Regions from separate parts of the Gossypium hirsutum genome. Here regions 2 and 3 are each linked to region 1. The links are chromatin contacts, called in public Hi-C maps. All regions are on one chromosome and are shown on one strand. Each heading gives the region's core, a stretch centred on a gene start, on an enhancer-like site or on the middle of the called end of the contact. The rest is flanking DNA. Distances are from core to core; before and after follow the strand shown. Region 1 holds the start of LOC121203073 (30S ribosomal protein 3, chloroplastic). Region 2 has its middle 33 kb from the start of LOC121217708. Region 3 has its middle 22 kb from the start of LOC121217708.

Evidence for each region. Hi-C and Micro-C count contacts between places; a contact is called where the count stands out from the background.
Region 2: a Hi-C map of leaf shows a contact between it and region 1, with 1.9 times the contacts expected there. The contact joins the enhancer-like site here to the promoter of LOC121203073 in region 1. A contact is called at or near these places in 2 of 34 Hi-C or Micro-C datasets (hypocotyl and leaf).
Region 3: a contact with region 1 is called in a Hi-C map of leaf, with 2.6 times the contacts expected there. The contact joins the enhancer-like site here to the promoter of LOC121203073 in region 1. A contact is called at or near these places in 12 of 34 Hi-C or Micro-C datasets (callus, hypocotyl, leaf and 1 more).

What each region holds. Positions count from the first base shown.
Region 1 is chrA03:56,118,445-56,123,502 of Gossypium_hirsutum_v2.1, reverse strand. It overlaps LOC121203073 (30S ribosomal protein 3, chloroplastic), which reads left to right and starts at 3,009. Exons shown (of 1, transcript XM_041099147.1): 1 at 3,009-3,806. The coding sequence starts at 3,154. The coding sequence ends at 3,645. LOC107887168 reads right to left here. Exons shown (of 5, transcript XM_016811331.2): 5 at 4,336-5,058. The coding sequence ends at 4,489.
Region 2 is chrA03:56,495,980-56,501,037 of Gossypium_hirsutum_v2.1, reverse strand. No RefSeq gene overlaps it. Among protein-coding and RNA genes, the nearest start is that of LOC121217708, 33 kb to the right of the region's middle. Within about 2 kb of position 2,822, at least 6 of the 9 cell types and tissues checked have an H3K27ac peak or open chromatin away from gene starts, as enhancers often do. A contact at or near this core is called in leaf, where this site is marked.
Region 3 is chrA03:56,440,192-56,445,249 of Gossypium_hirsutum_v2.1, reverse strand. No RefSeq gene overlaps it. Among protein-coding and RNA genes, the nearest start is that of LOC121217708, 22 kb to the left of the region's middle. Within about 2 kb of position 3,064, at least 4 of the 9 cell types and tissues checked have an H3K27ac peak or open chromatin away from gene starts, as enhancers often do. A contact at or near this core is called in hypocotyl and leaf, where this site is marked.

The sequences.
Region 1 (5,058 bases), core at 1,760-4,259:
TAAAATAAAAATAAAATAAAAATTTTACCTTTTCATTTCCGGCGAACGACGTCAGGCCGATGATCGGACCTTGGCCGGATGCTGAAAGGGGGAGATAGTTTGAGAGGTTTTCCCTTTGTTTTTTTTCTTTTTTGAGAAGTGTTGAAAAATAAAAAATAAAAAATAAAAGAGTAAATTTTGGTTTAAATACTGGTACTAAAACGGTACCGTTTTGGGCTTTATGCCCCAGAATCAAAACGACGCCGTTTCATCTTCACCCGCATGCACAACTCGACTCGCCTGAAGGATCCACTCTTTTTTTTAAAAAGGGTTATTTACGCTTTAAGGCCTTCCACATTTTTGTCATGTCTTAATCTAATCTTTTTTACTTTTAATTTTTTTCCTTTAATTTCGACTTTGTTTCGATTTAGTCCCCCAAGGGACTGTGCGTTTTGGGACAAGGGATATTTCCCTGATGAGTCCCTCCTCCCTTACACGTGTCTCGTTTTAGTCCAAAATCCAGCTTTTCTTTCTTAATTTATCCCTTAAAGTTCATTTCTTTTATTTTGGTCCCTTTTTATTCTTTTTGCTATTTCATTAACTAGTTTAATATTATTGTTACTATAATTATATTTATGTTTTCATGCTCACTTATTTGCTATTATTATGTTAGTAACTTTGTATTATTATCACTATGATCGTTATTACTAATTTTTTTTATACTATTGTTGTTATTATTATTCCTGATTTTATTATTAATAATGTATTATTGTTATTTTTTATTTTATTATTACTATTATCTTTTTTAAATTGCTGTTACTATTATTTATTTTACTATTTAATATATTATTATCACCCTTTTATTATTATTACTATTGTATTAAATTACTATTATTATTATTATATTTTTTTATTACTATTACTATATTATTTTATTTTTATTTTCTATTATTATTATCATTATTATTAATACTAATATTAATATTCTTATTATTACTCTTATTATTATCATTAGTATTATTATCAATATTATTATTACTATCGTTTTTGTTATCATTGTCATTTTTATTTTGTCATGTTTTATATATATATATATTTATTTATGTACTTATATATTTGCTTATTTCATTTTCTTTATGCATTTGTTTTATTTTATTTTTATTACTAGCCTTGCTTTTATTTCATCTTTTTATAATTGCTCATATTATTGTTATTGATATTGTCGCACCTATTATCATGCTATTATACGTATTAGTACCATAATTTGCTTTTATATTTCACTATAAATCACGTCATATTTTTTCTCGATACATTAAAATAATTTTTTCATAAAAGCAATATTCCATATTTAGAAATTCCAAAAAATCGTGCCCTAACTTACTAGATTTCGATTTTTCTTATTTAATCTAAAATAATGAAATATTCTTTTAAAATCACAACACGAGTTTTGAATAAAATACTTATTCTCGGAGATACGATGTGTTGTGTCCTAACTTATTGGATATGATATCTTGATACCCCGAGATAAGATTTTTGCAAACAAAGGTAATATTCGATATTTAGAAATTCAAGATATCGTGCCCTAACTTACTGGGTTTCGATTTTTCTCGTTTACTCTAAATAATCGGATACCCTTTTAATAGGTTAAAATACACAAATTTTAAATAAAAGGCAAGCTCGTTCTCGAAAATTCAAGATGTTGTGTCCCAACTTACTGGATGTGACATTTTATTATTTCGAGACGAGAAGATCTTTAACATTCAAGTGTTTCTACAAAAAGAGGGATCGTATTTTAAAGTCTTTCAAGTTTTCAAAGTTTCGACACTAAGACACTAATTAATCAACTAGGTACCAATTTTTGGGCATCACGAGGGTGCTAATCCTTCCTCGTACGTAACCAACTCCCGAACTCATTTTTTGATTCTCGTAGACCAAAAATTATCGTTTTAGTAAATCTTAACTTTTATTAAAATGATTAATTTAAGGTGACCCGATCACACCTCATAAAAAAGGATTGGTGGCGACTCCCATTGTTTGTTTTCATTTTCAAAATCAAAGTCGACCCCGTTTTCTAAAAAAATAGTTTCGACAATATTAATTATATCCTTTTTTTAAATATTTTTATAATTTAATAATTAAATTGGTGAACAATTAAAAATAACACTAACTCAATAAAATATTTAAATATAAGTATAAGTTTAAATAATATAAAATTCACCTGCATATATCAAAATTGGGTTCCACTATATTGAAATTAAAGTTTAAACATAAACAAGCATACCGATATGTTTCTTTATTAAAATAAATGGCGTTAATTTAAGATAATAAGTAATGTAATTTATGAGCACCATAACTTGTATTTAGAGGAGTTTATTGGTAGGTTATCTCCAGTTTAAGCGTAATATTAATATATTTTATATTTGTTTAAGTTCAGTTTGACCAAAAATTTGAATTTAAAATTTTGCTCAAACCCGTCCATATTTGTAAAAGACTAACCCAAACTTATTTTAGACTCGTCCATATTATTTTTTTAATTTAAAAAAACTTATATTATATTATTTTAATATTTAATAATTTTATACATTTTTTTATTTATTGAATTTTTTATATAGTCACCTTAACATTATTTTAATATTTACATTAGAGTATAGGTTTATTTTTTTTATTGAGTTCTAAATTTCATAATATATAAAAATAACATAATATAAATATTATAAACTTAAAACGGATCGAGCCGAGTCAGGTTAGGCTTTTGAATGTTTAAAGCCCAAGTCTGACCCATATTTTAAACGGAATTAATTTTTTTATTTAAGCTCATTTTTTAGACTTATTATTTTTGTCTAAATCCTCCTAAATTTTAAACAGAACTTTGGGCTTAAATGAATAACCGACCCATGAACAGATGTATCGTATTATAACATAATATAGAGCGCTCATTTGGTTAAGACATACATATATGTTAATAACAAATTAAAAAGAAATTTGAAGAAGAAATTATATCAAAGTATAGAGCTAAGAGGTTAAAGGAGCAAACCGAGTATAATTAAAACATAGGATCCAATCCAAGCCAATGTCCTCCTATTCCTACCATTGCCCCATATCCCTTATCCTTTCTCCACAAAGCAGCTTTTAAGACTCGCATCGTCACATCTCTCTCTCATTCTGCAATACAAAATGTTATCCATGGCTACTTCATCTACACTCCATACTACTTTCACTTGTCATTCCTTTCGTTATCAGAAATCCTTTAACACCCCCTTTTGCCTTAACAAAAATCCCATTTTGAAGAAAACAATCAAAACTCCAACACTAACTGCTTCGGCTGCCACGGAAGCTGTCACTGAGACTGAAACACCATCCGACTTCATCATTCCTCAGAAACCTGAGGTGGTGGTCAAGCAAGTTGGAAAGCCAAGACTGGTTTTGAAATTCATATGGATGGAAAAGAACATCGGGCTTGCCCTTGATCAAGTCATACCGGGCCACGGCACTGTTCCTCTAAGTCCATATTTCTTCTGGCCAAGGAAAGATGCCTGGGAAGAGCTCAAGGCCACTCTAGAAAGTAAGCCTTGGATTTCTCAGAAGAAGATGATTATCCTTCTCAATCAGGCCACTGATATCATCAATCTATGGCAGCAAAGTGGTGGCAACCTTGCCCAGAGCTAGATGTGCATTTCTTTATATAATTTTTTTTTGTCTTAGCTATGCAAAATGGCCTCGGTTAATCAACTGAATTTGAGAATGTTTGGTTTGAAACCTCTTAGCTCTGAACTAAGATATGAATTGTTGGTTTTAATACGATAACAAACACTGCTGAATTGTTGGTATTTCCCTAGTGATCCACATATTTGTAGATTTTTCATCCTTGTTAGATATGAATCTTTACCAAGTTAGTTTTTTTTCATGATCATTACATGTCATTGATGTAGATGGTATACGAATTTGATGCTAGTTTTTATAGAATTACCTTAGCTTTGTATAATTTTACCAGCCAAAGCATTGTCGAGGAAAATCTATTTAGTTTGGGTAGCCTGTGGAGGTAGATGCAAACATGCATTTGCCTAGGTGTCTTTAACTTGTACTGATTGAAGATAAATGAAATAATGTTTCTGCTAAAAGGACAATATTTCATCTTCTTGTTCAATATTGCAACTTAATTTCATCTTCTTCCCCTTTTGGGGATTTATATTTAATGCACTCACATAACCATGAGTCCCTTATTTTGGTTCCACGATTTCTCTTGTGTGTAGTCATTAAGCCTATGCAAGTTGTGTTGCATTCTGGTTTTTTCCTTGCAGGATGATACGTACTTGCATGCTAAGGCAAGGTAGTATAATTATGTTTGGGAACTTCGACTTGTTTTCCAACATATTTTTCTTCGAAAATAATTCCAAAAATGTTAACATCGAGTTTACGTCTCAAGAAAATAAACAAACAAGGGGAAACAAACAAACAAACTTATAGACCCGACTGATACCATAATGCAACTCGCCAAACTTCAAAATGAAATCAGTATACTGATGCCCCGCAGCAGCCACGAACTTGTCTAGTCCTTACAGAAAACGGCGCCTTATTCATGGTAAAGGGTCGTTTACCTTTCGTCCCAGAACTTTGAGCCACATGTTCTGTGGGGATTTCGGGTACAGCCTCCACCTTCAAGCCAGCACGAAGGCTTGAGGGGATTTGCTTATCAGATGAGTTCTGAAACATCAGTGCAGTTTTCTCTGTGTACTCGTAATTCTCATCTTCATCTTGGACCTTGACTTTAAACATGCTTGTGTTCATATGAAAACTGGAATCATGGGAATCGTAATTCTCATCGTCGCTCTCATGAATGGCTACTTCCTTTTCCAATAGCTTGATAGGGTCCACTTCATCCAACGACATTGTCCTAATGTCCAGGTTTCCTTGTGATGAATCTTTACTTGAAGAAGGGCTCGAAATCTTGATTTCTGGTGTCTGTTTCAAGTCCTCTGCTTGATTGCCTTGTTGAGTTTCTTTATCTTCAGAATTTGGTTCCTCTCTCTCAAGCACTCTTTTTCTTTGACTATTGGGACTGTTTTGATCATCATCATGATC
Region 2 (5,058 bases), core at 1,573-4,072, 380 kb before region 1:
TTCTCTATTTTTTTAAATATTTTTATGAGTTTTTAATTATTTATTTAATCAAAGTAGACAAACCAATCAGACAAGGAATCGATGGTTTGACCTATTTGATCATCGGTTTAGTTTTGAAAACTTGACTTATAAATACAAAATAATAAAACTTAAGTGAAGCTACATACATTTTTTTTTATTGAAGCCCGTTGTGATCCATTTAACGAAAACAAGAGTAACAGATACAGCCAGTAATAATGGAAAACTTATCGGTATGTGTTGATTGTAGAAAAACAAATTAGGGATATAGGTTACTTTTTTAGTATTTAGGAAAATAGGTTATTTTTGTTGACATGGCAAGAAAGGACGCCATTAGACTTGTTCATAGGTCACGCTACTTGTCTAGGTCCAAAGGTCTGTCTGAAATTTGGGAGGGTTTTGGAAAAATATTAGGCCTGAAAAATGGGCTTAGGTAAAAAAACAAATTAGGCCTATTTAAAATATGAGTTGAGCTCGGGTTTGAACATTTAAGGCCTGAGCCTAGCCCGGCCCGGCCCGGCCCGACCCGACCCATTTTTAAGTTTATAATACTTTATATTATGTTATTTTTATATATTATCTCATTTATAATACATTAGAAAAAATAAAACCTATACTAAATATATAATACTACTATAATGTAAACATTAAAATAATGTTAAGATAATTATATAAAAAAATTTAATAAATAGAAAATTGTATAACATTATTAAATATTAAATTAAAATAATATAAATATTTTTTAAATTTTTTAAAAAATAGTATGGGCAAACCTAAAATGGGATTCAGTTAGTCTTTTGCAAATATGAACTAGCTTTGACAAAATTTTAGATCTACATTTCAAGTCGGGTTGAGCTAGGGCAAGCATAAAGTATATTAATATAATGCTTAGGTTCAACCCGACCCATGGACACCTCTAGACGCCATCGGGTTGTGCTTTTGTAATACACTTTATACAAGAAGTCCTTTTCATTGGTTAAATGTTGGTGCTTTCATGCATGTGGCCCAAGTTCGACTTCTCCTTTCAGCATTTTGGGTTTTTTTTTTTTATTCATGTTGTTTGGATTTTTTTTAATTATGGTTCAAGCTTTTTTTTTATTTTAATTTTTAAATTTTACTTTTCTTTTTTGATAACTGGGGAGAAGAATGGGGTTGGTTGAAATCGAATCCAAGTTTCATACCTATAACTAAATATTCTTACCATTAGGCTAAGAGATTGTTGGAAATTTCTAATTTTTACTTTTTAATTAATACTTTTAATTAAATTAATTCATGTTGTTTAAAGCTTTTTTATTTTAATTTTTAATTAATGTTTTTAATTAATAAATAGGTTGTCTTCAAGTTTTTAAAATTTTATTTTTAATTCATATTTTTAATTAATAACTCCTTTATTTATAAAAACAAAATAATAAACATGTAATTATATAATTAAAAAATATTTTATATATCATTATGTTAAATATATTTTATATTTTAAAAACATCAATTAATTTTTTAATATATTTTTCTTGATTTATATTTTTATTTCAAATTTTTATTTTTTTTACCTATATCGTGGATATTGTAAATTCTAATATTATAAAATAAAACCATTATTTCAAATATCATTGTTTTTTCACCTACATTATGGGTATGGAAAATTATAAAATTATAAAATTAATTAATTATTTCAAATATCATTATTTTTAGTAAATACAATTTTTTTATGTGTAAAATAAATTAAAAACATCATTGTTTGATTTTATAATATTAGAATTTACCATACCCACAACGTAGTTGGAAAAAATAAATATTTGACATTTAAAAGTATAAATAAAAATATATATTTAAAAAAGTAGTTGATGTTCTTAAAAATTAAATTAAATTTAACATAATAATATATATCAAAAATATATATTTTATTATATAATACATATTTATTGTTTTATTTATATAAATAAAGGAATTATTAATTAAAATTAAAATTAAAAATATTGAAAAAAAAGACATGTTTTTTAATTAAAAATTAGAAAATAAAATAAAAAGCTTGAAACAAAATTAAAATTAACAAAACTCCAAAAAAAATTGAAGTTAAAATAAAAAAAGCTTGAAACAAAATTAAAATAAAAAGATTGAAACAACATGAATAAAAAAAACACAAAATATTAAAAAGGGAATCGAACAAATATGAAAACATCAATATTTAATCATATGATGAAAAATGCATCTTGTATGAAGCATTTTGCAAAAGCGTGTACCCCATAGCACACTTTCATGACACACTAGGAAAAATGACATATTTCCCTACATACTAAAAAAGTAGTCTACATCCCTTTTTTTTTTCTTTTTAAAAAAAATCAACATATCGATAATTTTCTCAAGTAATAATGGTAGGGTTATGAACCAATAAATTAAAGTAAAAGGCTTCAAAAGGTTCCTTCTCTCCCAATCCCAAAACTGATCCCAACCCAGCAATTAGTAGCATACCTCTTGCCTCTGGATCAATCTGAAAGGGAAATCAAGATCAGAAGTTCTTCCCTTAGAAAACGCGTCTAAATTTGTGTATGGAAACCGCCTTTTGTCTTCATTGATCAAGATGCTATTCGTCTCTTTAAATCCTTGTTTAGATAAAATGGGTGGAACAAATTTACCTTACCTTGTCACAATATTTAAGTATTTTAAAACCAACAAATTTACCTTACATTGGTAAACAATGTAAATTTGAATCATAGATTTCCTAACTCTTTTCTATTAAATATAAAGGATTATTGAAGTGGTAATGGGCTAAGTAGTCCATCTAGAGCTACAAACCCAAATGAATTCGGAGCAAGGACTTTGAGAGTGTCCAATGGGATGGGTTATAAATTGACCTATTTCCTAGGCCGACTCAATAATTGGGGGTATTTGAACAAAATATATTAAATTTAAAATATCATGTGAATAAAAGTTTTGATTTAACTCGACTTTTATAAAATATTTTTTTTAATGTAATTTATATCATATGAAATTAAATATTTTATTATAATGTAAATATTAAAAATATATTAAACTATTTTATTTAAAATTTTAATTAAAAACATATAAATAGTAAAAAAACATACATATATAATTACTAAATATCACATAAAAATACAAATATATACTCTTAAGAATAATATATATATATGATTGGGTCTAAATAAGTTTAATTAGTCAATTTATAAATATAGATAATTTTAAATTTATATTTGGAACTAAATTAAACTTAAACAACTATATCTAATAATATATATATATATAAAATAAGGTACACAAGTATATAATGATGACAAGTGGTGTGTTTCTATTTTTTTATTTAATTTCTATATTTTTACAAATATAATTTCTATAGTTTTTAAAGCCATTATTTAAGTTAAATTAAATTTATTATAGTTAATTAATCCATTAATTTAACTTAAATAAATAAATTTTTATTTATTTAAAATAATGATTTATGATATCTAGATTAGTGTTTATTTTAATATTTTATATATTATCTATAATTAAATTTTAAGTTAATTTAATGTTTAAAATACATATTTAATTAATTAGTTAACATAAATTTTAAAAATTAGATAAATGTTTAATTAGATAAATATTATTTTTATAAAGTTAATTTATCTGTATAATTTAATTTATATATTCTTTGATTTAATTATTAGCATATACTAATTTTTTTTTGGAACAATTTTATTAGAGGTTCTGATCATATCTGTTCTTTTTAACACAATGCCTAGAACTATTCATAGACTCTCCGCAGCCCATAAATAGAATGGATAGTGCGCTTTAATGCACTCAAACCCACGTTATCCTATATTAGCAACAATGCTTATACCAATCGAGCTAAAACTCAAGGGCATATACTAATATTTTTAATGTGAAAGAAGTGTATATATCTATTTAACTTAACTATTTGTTAAGTTAGTATTTTAAAAATTTTATGTATAACCAAATAGTTAATTAAATAATTTTTTTAATATTTCAATTATATATTATCCTTATTATCTATAACAATTAATTAAGTTGATATTTTTAAAATTTTATATTTAAAATAAATAGTTAACTGAATAAATAAAAATTTAAAAAAATTAATTTATCAAATTAATTTAATTTAATAATTATATATTATAAATTTTATCTATAACTATTTATTAATCGAATATTTTAAAACTTTGATGATATCAGAAAAGAGTCCATTTCATTAGGATCAAAGTCAAAAAAAAAAAATTCACTATCAATCAACAAATGAAAATCAAAGTTAGTTTTTTAATTGCATATTTCTACTTTCTACATTTTTTTTTTCAAATCCAGAGGAAAAAAAAAATCTAGATTCACTCATATATAATATATTTTGCTTTATAATAAAGATGCTGATCATTTGTGGCATTTACATACTATTTATTTTCAATTACTTTATTGTGTCTTTTATTACATTTTTATAGTTAATAGATTTTATTTTTAATTATAGTTTTTATCATGTTTTATGCTTTAATAAAATGGTAAATTTATGCCATTAAAGATTTAATTTTTATGTACTTAGTTTATGTAAAAATAAAAAATTGAGCTTCAACTGGAGTCAAAATCATGACATTGAGGAGCCAATGTTGTGACACCAATACCTTTGCCATCGACTAAAGTGTAGGACTTCAAGAAATTGCACATTCGAGGTGGTTACCTCCAAGGTCGCGACACCAGCACTCGTGGTCGTCACATTGGGTTAATGATGTCGCAGCATCAACCACAACACTAGAAAATGAAGTAGTCAAGCCACCTAAGGACAATGTCATGACACTAAAAGCTAATGTCGTGAAGGACCCAATAAGCCAATTGAGTAGACTGTCGAGGATGTCGCAACACCAGTATGTAGGTGTCCCAATCCCGACAAGAAAAAAGTTATGATGGGTATTTTGTTGTCTAACAAGGATCAAAACCTGATTTTAAGTGAGGGCATAATTATATTTGTTAGGTTATATGTTATTAAACTATAAATGCTACTTTATAAGATTTTGTTACACTTTTTTTTTTAAGAATAGGATTTTTTTT
Region 3 (5,058 bases), core at 1,815-4,314, 320 kb before region 1:
ATTGCTATATTCAAGTTGGTTTTAGAAGGCTATTTTGCTAAAGATGCGATCTGATTTTTAATTAAAATAAGAATTTTATTTTCATTTAATTAGAATGAATTTTTAATTTTAACTTAAATGTGCACTAGGTTGCCATGTGTATCACGTTCTAATTAGTTGGACTTGTCAAAAAAAAAATTAAAAGCTTAAGGGTGTAAAAAGCCCTCAAACTTAAAAAAAAAAAGCCCCTCATTTTTTTTTGCATTCAATTGAGCACTTGAACTTTCAAAATGCATTAAAAATGCCCTCAAACTTTTTCAAAAAACGAATTAAGCCCCTACTTTTTTTTACTCAATTGGGTACTTGGACTTTCAAAATGCATCAAAAAGACCCTCAAAAGTTTTCAAAAAAAATAAAAAATTAAACCCTTGCTCTTATTAAAAATTAGAAATTTTTAAATTTAAAAATAAATTTTAGAAAATATTATTAAATTTTAATAAAAATATAAAAAATAAAATTTATTAAAAATTAGAATTTTTTTTATAAAAATCGTAAAAAAAATTTAAAATATTTATAAAAATTATAAAAAAGTTAACGCCTCCTAGTTTTTTTTTCAATTAAAGTAATCATTTGTGGCAACACAGCTTGACATGTAGCGAAAAATGATAAAAAAATAAAAATCAATAAAAGTTATAGAAAAATTATAAAATGTTTCTTTTGGTACGATAATTTTTATATATTTATATTTCTTTACATTTTGTGTAATTTTCTTACGACTTTATAAAATTTTATATTTCTATATATTTTATAGTTTTTTTCAATTTTTATAAAATTTTACAATCTTTTTATTTTTTACTTTTTTTAATTTTTAATAAATTTTTAATATTTGAATTTTTTATTAAAATTTAAAAATATTTATAGCTTTTATTGATTTAATTTTTTATATTTTTTAATAAAAGCAGGGGCTTGATTGCTTTTTTTGAAAAAGTTTGAGGGCCTTTTTGATGCATTTTGAAAGTTCAAGTACTCAATTGAGTGTAAAAAAAAGTAGGGGCTTAATTGCTTTTTTTGAAAAGATTTGAGGTCTTTTTTGATGTATTTTGAAAGTTCAAGTACCTAAATGAATGCAAAAAAAAAGAAGAAGAAAAAAGCATGGGTTTAATTATTTTTTTTGAAAAAGTTTAAGAACTTTTTGCACGCTTAAGCTTTTTTTAAATAATGTTAATATTAAGATAATTTATATAATATAATCATAATTTAGGTATATTTTTGATAAAAAAGGTACACAAATAATAAAAAAAAAGGTTATAGTTTTGATACCAGTTTTCTATTTAAGCCTGATTATAGTTAATAATATATGATTTATAGTATAGTAACAAATGATAACATTTTTTTAACTAAATAGTAAAATAGAGGTAAAAACTCAATAACATATTAATAAATAGTTCTATAAATAAAATAATTGTAAATAATCGATAATAGAATATAATAATAAAATTAATAATTATAATTGTAAAAATTTATATAACTTATTAAATAAGTAAAAAATTATAAATATTAATTTTACAATACTTAATTAAAAATATATATTTATACAAAATAATAATAATAGGTAAATACATAAGTGAAAATAAAATAAATTAATTAATAACTTTTTATTATAAAAATATTACAAGATTCATATTTTAAATAAGTCACGTATAGAGAAAATTTGTATATTTATTTTCTATTAATATTAATATTAATATTAAAATTATGATTTTTATATTTATTTATAATTAAAATTTACTATATTATATTTTTGAAAATATTATGTGCATAAATAATTATTTAGACCACTAATGGAGTAAAAAATATCCGCAAGCAAGCCTACCCTAACTTTCTTCTTCTATATTAAGAACAAATGATTTTATTTTAGACTTGTGATTTTTTATTCCACAAAATAATAATCCCCCCTCTCTTTCTATATGAAAGCAATTAGGAATAAACCCTCCTTTACGTGGCAGAGCATTTCTAAAGCCGCGAGTATTTTGTATGAGGGTTTTGGTTGGATCGTGGGTCGGGGGGATAAGATCGACATTTGGCCCGACAATTGGGGATTCGAAGGGCTTTCGGGTGCTCGATCAGACTTGATAGACAGGCGGTCCAAGAGAACAAGGTGAGTGACCTGTTGAATAATGAGAAAGACGGCTCGAACGAGAGTAGGATTTTTGAGATCTACGGTGATTTTTTGGGGGACCAAATATGTAAAATCCCCCTTTTCCATAATAGTCCTGATGATTATCGTATCTGGTACCATAACCCCTTTGGTTACTATTCTACCAAGTCTGCTTACTCCTGGTTGACGCTGAAGCATGTGGGGTATGGCCCTCATCGGATCTTTTGGAGATTGGCCTGGAAAATTCAAACCCTCCCGAAAATTAAGATTTTTTGCTGGCGTTTAGGGTATGATATTCTCCCTACGTATGATAAAATTTCTAGCATTCAGAAGGAGGTTAAAAGCAATTGTCCGAGATGTGGGAGCGACAAGGAGACCCTCATCCATGCTATGAAAGATTGCCCGAGGGCTAGGGCGGTCTTGGTCCATGGTGGTTTAAATAATAAAGTTCTCGAAGGCACTTACAATAGGTGTGTGGATTGGCTCGAGGATGTGGCTCGCATGATAGATAAGAAGGCGTTCTCTGACTTGATTACGGTGCTGTGGAACATTTGGAATAGTCGGAATAATAAAGTTTTCCATGACAAGGAGGACGGTGCCATGGTGACCTGGGACAGTGCTGCTGCTTTAAGTCGTGATTTCCTCATTTTCAACTTTTTAGAGTGCCCGATGATTTCGAAACCGGAAAGAGAGCAGGGCTGGTGGAAGCCTGACCAAGGGATGGTTAAAATTAATTTCGACGCTAATACGAATGGGAGGAAGATCTGCTTCGGTATTGTGGCGAGGGACCATGAAGGCTTTGTTCTCGACGGTCGAGCGGGTGTGCTGGAGAAGAAAGTTCAAGCCGAATGCGCCAAGCTGCATGCGTTGGAGGAGAGCATTATTTTCGCCCAGACTAAAAGTTGGACCAAGCTGATTTTTGAGTCGGATTGTGTGGGCTTGATCAACCAACTCAATAAAACAAAAATTGACTATTCAACTATGGGCCATTGCACCAAGGATATCATTAATAAGCTGAAACAGTGCTGTAATTTTAGCTTTAGTTTTGTTTGGACCCCGCGTGGTTGTAACAAAGTTGCGGATAGTCTTTGTAATTGGGCTAATGTCCAGAATTGTATTACGGATTTTGATATGGATTATCCTTCGGAATTCCATGATTTTATTTTAAGGGATGTTATAAAATGATGTTGACCATTGGGTCTTTTTATCAAAAAAAGAAAAAAAGAAAAAAAAAAGCAATTAGGAGATTAATCACTCTATTATTAAATGGGTAAATTTAGTCATTATATTATTATAAAAAATCAAATAAAGTTAAATTAGAATAGAATTAACATTTAATATTTAAAAAAATATTATTTACTGTTTAACAAAGTTAATTTTTTTAAAGTGCTTATAGTTTTCTAAATAAAGTCTTTTGTTTAGAACTAAATTACAATTGTAAAAAATATTTTTTAAAATATTTTTTATACAGAAAATGTTAATTCTGTTATAGTTTAGATTTATTTAATTTTTTGTAATAATATAAAATTTTAAATTATTTTATATTATAATAGAAGTACTAATTTAATACAACTTAGTCCTTAAATTCTAAGTACTCTTTTAACTTATATATGTGTCTGAATATTTTTCCCTCCCCAAAGTCGGACCTGCCATCCTTCTTTTGGGTTTACCTAGATGAGATTATTGGTAAGCTTGAAATCATAATAAAAAAAAATGTAATTTTTTTTTTGTTGGTGATGGGGATACTGGTATGGGACAACCGAAGCAATAAGACCACTAAACAAATACAATGATACAACAACAGTGAAGATTCTTTTGGACTTTCCTCTAATTTTGTTCTTACTCATAACAACAAACCTAAATACTAGAAAGCACAGCTCAGAAAGCATCACTTCCTCATTACTTCACTTCATCCATCCACATGCCATCACTCACTTAAACACTATTTTATGAGTAAATTACCTTATTTATGACCCGAGTTTACTTGTTTTTTTCATTTTTTTTCACTTATTTTAAAAAATTATTATTTTTGTCATTTTTATTGGATAAATTGTCAATTTAAATCATTTTATGATTTAAATGAGTTGAGTCATCAAACGGAATGTTGACGTGATTTTGTATAATAACAAAATTAGTCCTTAATGTTTACCTATTTTCTTAATTTAATCATGATTTAAAAAAAAACAAATTTAACTCTTAATATTTACATATTATACTATTTTAGTTATGATTTTAATAAGAAAATATAAATATAAATTAATAAATAAATATTAAAAAAATTAAAATTTATAAAATACTAAAAAATTATAAAAAATATATATTTAAAATTTTTTAAAAAATTTAATATATTTTCACACCAGCCTTCCCCAAAATCCACACTTTTCCTTTCCATCTTTCTTTTCTTTTTTCGTTTTCTCAAATATACTTTCTATGCCTATCATTCTGAGGTTATTTAAATTTGACTTTTATTTTTTATTGTAAAAATGAATTATTTTTTCATTTTAAATTTAGATTATTTATTTGAATTAAAATAGTAAGAAGAAAAATTTGTAAATTTTTAGAATTTGGAAAGAAATTAATTAGATAATACTTTCATTACGAATCACTTAAAATGCGCACCAAATAATATAAGAATAACACTATCTTCTTTACACTGCAATCTAAAATCATCTCATCTCCACTACCTTTTCACTATTATTTCTTGTATTTACTTCCCACTTTTTCTCTATGATGTTTCCCCCAACCCCAAGCTCAAAAATTATAAATTATGCATTAATTCAGAAAAATTAGAAAGGAAAACAAGAAACCAACAACGTTAGATTAAAACTATATGAAAGATTTAAGAGGTAAATCAGTTAAACAATTAAAATCTACAAAGAAATATTTGAGTAACGAGGAACAAAAATTGGCCTTGATTGAGG